2 separate regions of the Delphinus delphis genome follow, and region 1 is linked to region 2. The links are chromatin contacts, called in public Hi-C maps. All regions are on one chromosome and are shown on one strand. Each heading gives the region's core, a stretch centred on a gene start, on an enhancer-like site or on the middle of the called end of the contact. The rest is flanking DNA. Distances are from core to core; before and after follow the strand shown. Region 1 holds the start of EMX2 (empty spiracles homeobox 2). Region 2 holds the start of RAB11FIP2 (RAB11 family interacting protein 2).

Region 1 (3,580 bases), core at 70-2,569, 440 kb after region 2:
GACAACTCCTCTGTCTGCGCCCTTCTCTAAAGGGTCAAGCGGCCGTGGCCAGACCCCAAACCGGCCGCAGCTCGGAGACTAGGGACCGTGCCCGGCTCCTCGCCGCCCAGTTTCCAAACGCGGCGCGCGGGCGGGCGAACCGGAGGAACCTCCATCCAGGCCTTGCCGGGCGCCCACCCAGAGCAGGCCGAGGGCAGTGCGGGCTGCAGAGCGCTGCAGCCCCGCGACGTGGCACGTACCTTGGAAGCGGTGGCCCAGATATCGGTAGCGATGGATGAGCCAGGGGTAGAAGGTGGACGGGTCCCGCTGCTGCGAGGCGAAGAGGGGGTGTGGCGAGTGCGAGGAGGGCAGGGGGTGGGCAGCCAGGGCGTGCGGCGGCGGCACCGGGTGCACGGGCACGGCCGGGTTGGGCGGGTGCGAGACCGCCTCGGCGAACACCAAGTCCGGGTTGGAGTAGACGCCCCTGCCGGCGGCGGCGGCGGCGGCCGAGTGGAAGCCGTTGAGGAACGGGTTTATGGGGCTGGAGTTGGCGTAGCTGAGCGCCGCGGGACGGATGGGGTCCTCAGAGCGCGAGGCGGGCAGGGGACTGTCCTTGGCCACCAGCGACTCGATGGTGAAGCAGCGCTTGGGCGCCGGCTGGAACATGCTGCGCCGAGGAGCGGGCGCCCGGGGCTCCCAGCTCCCGGCGACCGCGGCGCGCTGCCTCCGCCGCCCGCTGCCCGCTGCCCGCGGCGAGAACGGACGAGAATTGGGGACTTGTTTGTTGGGGGTGGGGGTGGGGGTGGGGGTGGGGATGGGGGTGGGGGAGGAAAGGGAGAAAGAAAGGAAAGGAAAGGAAAGGAAGAAGGAAAGAAGGGGGGAGGGGGAGGGAGAGGCAACACCGAGGATCCCGAGAATCTTGCACCAAACGCGCCCAACCTGGAGAGAGGGGGAAAAATCCTTCCAGAAGAATTTGCAGGCGTGGATTGGGGTAATTTTTTTTCTTTTGTTTTTCTTTTCTTTTTTTTTTTTTTTTTTTTTTGCGAGATGGCGTGGGGGGGATCGAAGTTAGAGGCGGGAGGGGGGGAAGTTTCTCGGGGGAGGCAAAAAAAAGTTTTCTCTCCTCTGCAAAAGGCGGGCAGGGCGCCCTAAGTCCAAGGACAATCCATGGAAGTGTTCGCTTCTTCACAAGTTGTGCAAACGATTTGTTAGTTCATGAGCCTAATTAGTGCGGGGATCACATAAACAGCTTCCTCCGAAGCCTGGTAAATGGCTTGATGATTGGTCGCTATTACTCGCCCTGAGGTGGAAGGGGGGAGACTCTTTAAAGTGCGTCAGAAGGAGGCGAGCGCCTGGGAACCCGGAGGCCTGGATCCAGGCCGAGAGTGGAACGGAGTCGGCGCCGCTGCCTCGGCCGTGCCTCCTGCGCCCGCCAGGCCGCCCGGCCTTTCGGCGCCGTCGCCGCGCGCTCCTAGCTCACTTGCTCCCGCGGCGCCCGCGGCGGCTTCTTCTCCTCTTTCGCCTCCTCCTCTTCCTTTGGCTTCTCCTCCTCCTCTTCCTCCTTCTCCTCCTCCTCTTCTTCCTCCTCCTCTTTCCCCACCTCCTCCCCCTCAGCCACCGCCTACTTCTCCACCACCACCATTCCCTCCGGGGCACCCCGGTCCCTGCAGAGTCCCCGAGCGGCGCCGCCTTTGCTGCGGCCCCCTGGATCCCGAGCCTGCTGAGCCCGAGCTGGGGGGACAGACGGACACACTGATGCACATATTCCTCGCGCCTAGCGCTATGCCGCTGCTGCCCCCCGCGGGCGCGGGTCAGGGGAGCTGGAATCGCCCCGGGAGCACTCGAGGGTAAGCGAGCAGGGGTTGGTTCCCGGCGAGGGCTAACGGAGCCGTTGGGTTAGACCAATTCCCACGCCCAGCGAAGCTCCCGGAGGTTTCCCAGGTGAGGAGGGAGTCTGGCCGGGGATGGGGGTCCTCCGACCACGCGTAGCCTCTAGGTCCCAGGGTCCCTGAGTTCACGATCCTTGACTCGGCCCGTTCGTTTCCAAGCTGAGACCGGAGTGGACGACCCTGCCCTGGCGGTGGGCTTCCAACTTGCCCACAGGCTCTCTATTTTCCTCTCTGGGAGGGTGCTCATCTCTTTCCCCCAAACAGCTCTTTTGAGAACTAGGGGTCCCAATATCTGGGAATGGGGGTCCAAGGTCAAGGGAGCGGCTGATGTGATACTACTATTACCGTTACGTTGTCGTTATTATTTTTGTTAGTGTTATCATTCTTATTATTGCTATTATTATTATTATTATCATCATCATCATCATCACTATTTCTATTATTATTCTGCCATCTGTCGTCCTAGGGGCGGGTTGCTGTGCAAACTCAGGGCTTGCGATTAGGGAGTGAGGATCGCTTCTCCAGTCCCAGGCCGTGTCCGCATTTTCGTGCTTGCCTTCGGTTTTAGGATGATTTTAGGGCTGAGTTCCCTCGTCCCCATTGGCTCATGCTGCGGCATAATTATGATCACATCCCCCAGGCTGCTGGCGCTGCTCTCTGTTTATTGGTGGTTAAAGATCTATTATCTATTCATCAGCCGCCTCTTTTTTCCTCTTTTTTTTCTTTTTGCCAATTACATTCTTCTAAAGTGAAGTACCAGCAGGTATTTTGCACGTTTACAATTAATGATTTTTAAAAAAATCTGGCATCCTTTAAATCTCTTACTTGGAGGCCCATGTCACTTCGCTTAAGGATGAAGAAATGCCTGTGTTTGGTGATGAGGTTGCCGTGAGACCCAAAAAAATGTCGATTGGGAGGGGGAGAAGAGAGAAGTCCTGTAAGTCAGGCTTCAGTGCCACCAGATTCATCAGTCAAAGGTCCCCAGGTCTGGGGACATGTGCCCTGCTTTCCCAGCTACCCTCTCCCTGCCCTAGGGTCTCCCCCGTCCTCTGTGGTTTCATCTGCTGTGTATTTATGTTTGTGTCAATTTCTTCTTTACTCCAGGCATAGTCTGTGTTGGGGGTGGGGGGGGGAGGTTGGATGGGAGGAGGATCCAAAACCCCTTTCGGAAAACACTCCAGGCAAGAGAGGAGTCAGGAGTGTGTTTTCTGGTGTTGTCTGGGCACCTGATCTTAGTGAGGACCCAGCAGAGATCATGCGTGCTGCCTCCCCCAAGCTTCCCAGGGCACACACACATACACACTTCCACACACGAGACAGGCATGGCCCTCAGCTCTATACTCACGCCCCAAGAAGCCTGCCCCTACCTCAGGCTTCTGCTCTCTGACTCCAGCTCTGGGCAGGGGTCTTGGCTGGGTTTTCACCCTTAGCGGGTTCTCTCAACCTTGCTTTGTGGCATCCCCCCATCCTTTTCCCCAGGCCCAAGGATACAGGGTGCTCGATCCAGCCTCTTGGGGTGGGTTGCATTTTAACTAGTATCTCCCTGGGTCCTGAACCATGGACCTCCAAAAATACTGTCCCCGATTCAGAAATCCTTCCCTCAGATAGGCTGTAGGGACACAAGTCCCACTGTGCCCAGGCCAACAGGGCGCCTGAAGCCACCAGGAAAAGTGGAAGCCTTTGGGCTGCGCTAGCCAGCCAGTCTGGGGTGG
Region 2 (3,691 bases), core at 127-2,626:
TCAATAATTGAGTGTCTACTGCCTGCTAAACACTGTGAAGTGATGATCCATGATACACAAGGCAATCCAAAGAGGTTAGACTTTCCTTGGGAAGATAAGACATGAACAGAAATAAATACAATAAAGATAGAATGTATCTTGTAATAAATAGAGGGAGGAAGGGAGACTTAGAATTATGTTCCATACTATGCCAGGAAATGAATATGTATAATCTCTTAATACCCCTCCCAACTCTATAGTAGCAATTTTATCAACAATTTATGGACCAGGAAATCCAGGCTCCCAGAATCTAACTTCCTTGTCTCAGGAAGCTAAGTGCCCATCACAAGCTTTGTACTGAATTTCTGGCAGTCAGGACATCAAGCAAGGCTCCTGACTCATCAGCCATTACCCAAACTTTTCCCATTAGATCAGGCTGATTTCAGAAAAAATGCAGTATTAACACATCCACATTTTGTTCTCTTAACACCGTCCCTTCCATTCCAACAGCGCTGGTGTCCCTCAGGACTTGCCCTCAGGGCAGGTAAGGAACTTGTCGGTTGCCCTTGGTGAGGGAGGCTGTTTGCTTTTCTTAGTTGACTTAGCCGAATACGACCAGAATCACCTCTGCGTTTGGCGTCTGACGTTAGATAGACTAACAGACTGTGAGTGCCCAAGGGGGTCCTTTGGACGCGTAAGCCCACAGAGTGGCGATGGCGTCTCAGACTTTACGGAGACCTGTTTTACCTGTGAAGAAAACGAGGCTCAGGGAGGGGAAATGACTTGACCAAGGTCATACATTCGACGGTGGCAGATGTGGGATCAGAACCAGGTCTTCTGACTCCAGCCCAGTGCCTCCCAGGATCTAATTTATTAACCCCTGTGTTAGCTTTGGAATCTTTTATCCGCTTCCCTTTTTCCTGTCGTCTGAGTGGGGGATGTCATTCCAGTCAATTAGCAGCCTTCTCTCCTTTCAAAAAGGGAAGAGTGGATAAGGGGTTGGGGAAAAGTATGTTTTCGGCCAGTTAAAGGGACTGATTTATTTCACCACCACTCATCCAACGCCCGCTCGGTGCCAGGCACTGGGCATCCACGGTACAGTAAAGACAGCTTCCAAAGATTGAAACTGGGTCTCTCCCAAGACCGGGCGTGCCCTGGGCCTTGACTGCCTCCTCTCGGAGCAGTCTCCCGCTGTCCCCAGAGCCCCCCTGCTCGAGGAACCTTCAGCACTGGGCGCCTAGCTCACGGCCTCAGCGCCCGCGCGACACGCCCCCGGTCACCACGGCAACCGGGGAGGTGCTGACCCTTGACCCCGGGCCCCGCCCGGCCCTGCCCCGCCCCGTCGCATTCCCGAGATCAAGATGGAGAAGGACAACCCGGAAGTGCCGCCGCCCGCCTGGTGCTAGGAGCCGCCGGCTCGGCTAGGCCGAGACCCGCGCCCGCCGTCCTTCCGCCAGCGGCCCACCCCGCTGTCCTTCCGCGCCGGAGCTGCAGCGTCCCCCGCCCCCGGTCCCACTCCACCCCACAGCGACCCGCCCCCGCCCCCAGGCCCGCCCGAGAGGAGGAGCCGAGGCGAGGGGGAGGAGGCGGGAGAGGTTTGCGAGAGGGAGCGAGGCCGCACGAGCCGCCGGCGGTTCGTATTACCGGGGTCGGGAGGAGGAGCCCAGCCGGGCCCGCGGACCAGCGCCGGGCGGGCGGGAGGCGCGGAGGAGGCGGGCGGAAAGCCCGGGGCTGCGAATTGGGGCGGGGGCGCCCTCCCACCTCTGCCGCCCTCCGTTCGGGCCTTGGCGGCCTGGCCTCACCTGCCCGGAGGCCTGGGAGCCACCAGTCGCCGCCGAGGGCCAGTCCCCGGGGCCGGCGGAGCGTGGAGGTGCGGACGCGAGGCGCGGGCCTCCGCGCGGAGGCCTGGACTGCGCGGCCAGGTGATGGTGGGCCCCTGTGCTTCTCCAGAGGAAAGGGGACCCCCAGAGCAGCTGTGCCCCCAGGCTGCCCCAGCAAGCCGTTTGGACATCAGCCGTAGGGAAGTCGGGCAGCTGTGAGTTTGCCTGTCTCCGTTAAGTGTCCTTAGGATGCAGTGATTTAAGGAATCAGGCTCTCCCTGCGGGAGGGGCCCTGCCTGCGCTGGTGAACTCGGTGCAGAGAAAAAGGACAGAATGATGCTTTCCGAGCAAGCCCAAAAGTGGTTTCCGACCCACGTGCAGGTCACAGTGCTCCAAGCCAAAGATCTTAAGCCAAAAGGCAAAAGTGGCACCAATGACACATACACTATAATTCAGCTGGGCAAGGAAAAGTACTCCACGTCTGTAGCTGAGAAAACCCTTGAGCCAGTCTGGAAGGAAGAGGCCTCTTTTGAGCTGCCTGGTTTGCTAATGCAGGGGAATCCAGAGAAATACATCCTTTTCCTCATAGTTATGCACAGGTCCCTGGTGGGTCTGGATAAGTTTTTAGGGCAGGTGGCCATCAATCTCAATGACATCTTTGAGGACAAACAAAGAAGGAAAACAGAGTAAGTTATGTAATTTATTTTGAATTGGGGGGAGTTTAACTATTATCTCATTTATGGATTTCCTGTTCTTGGAAATTATTTGTCTATCTAGGGCATTGGTTTTTGGACTGAAATATGACCCAGTTTTAAACACCATATTTGCATGAATCTGAAGTAAAAATAGCCCTTGTGAAGAAACATTTTTTAAGTGGAGTCTTTAATGATCCATTACTCTCTCATTTGTTTGAGGTAAACATCTTCAATAGTTGAATATTTTGCGCAGGATTTTAAGTAAACATTGTTTCACTGCTTAATAAGAGGACTGGACCATAGTGTTGACCAATTAAAACAACATATATGTAAATTGTTACAATCTTTAAACATGAACAGTTTTTCAGAAAATGGAACATCAGAAAATTAAGTCTGCCAATATGACGTCTTATATATATATATATATATTTTTTAATTGAACTCTGAAGCTGTTAAGTGGTAAATTACCAAATTTAGAACTCAGTATTTTATTTCATCATTATAAACACAGTTGACTTTTATTTTAGCTCAGATTTAAGGATCAGTACATCTTCATGGAGTCTAAAGCTATTAAAAGAAAAGTTTTAAAAGTATGTACAGATATCCTCAACCTTGAATGCAATTACTTCAAAGTTAGTTCTGTAAAGCCAGTGTGTTTAGACCATATTAAATGCTAGTCAGATTGGAGACAGTGATTAAATTCTTGTGATGAAATGATTTAATGACATCTTCAATAAAAACATGGGCTTTTTAATATGACTTACAAACTTAGGTTAGATGTATTCTAATTTAAAAAACCATAATATAAGTTAAAACTAGGATATATGTCTTAAATTGAAAATAGTATGTTTTCTGAGATAGAGATACTCACCCCTTGCTTAAACTTATAATTTCTCTAGTCTGAGAAAACATTAAAGTTGATGTAATTAGTGAGAGAAAAATATAGGTTGAATTTATGAGGACTTCAGATTCCAAAAATAGCTTTGCTGTTTCAGTTATAACTGAAATTTATTTATGCTTTTAAGAAGAACTTTTATAATAACTTTCTTGAAGTTCATGTTATTTTCTTATATTTTAAAACAGCCATCTCATGTTCTTTCTGTACATATCTTCCTGCAAGATTCTCTTGATTGGAGTTTTTATTGAAAAAAAATTTTTTAATCAGGTCTTTGGTTTAATATATGTGGGATAAAAGGG

Evidence for each region. A called contact is a pair of places that touch in the nucleus more often than the background predicts.
Region 1: a Hi-C map of lung shows a contact between it and region 2, with 7 times the contacts expected there. The contact joins the promoter of EMX2 here to the promoter of RAB11FIP2 in region 2. A contact is called at or near these places in 2 of 3 Hi-C or Micro-C datasets (lung and muscle).

Annotation. Positions count from the first base shown.
Region 1 is chr16:13,283,969-13,287,548 of mDelDel1.2, forward strand. EMX2 (empty spiracles homeobox 2) reads right to left here and starts at 1,320. Exons shown (of 3, transcript XM_060033537.1): 1 at 240-1,320. The coding sequence starts at 645.
Region 2 is chr16:12,843,130-12,846,820 of mDelDel1.2, forward strand. RAB11FIP2 (RAB11 family interacting protein 2) reads left to right here and starts at 1,377. Exons shown (of 5, transcript XM_060033996.1): 1 at 1,377-2,485. The coding sequence starts at 2,133.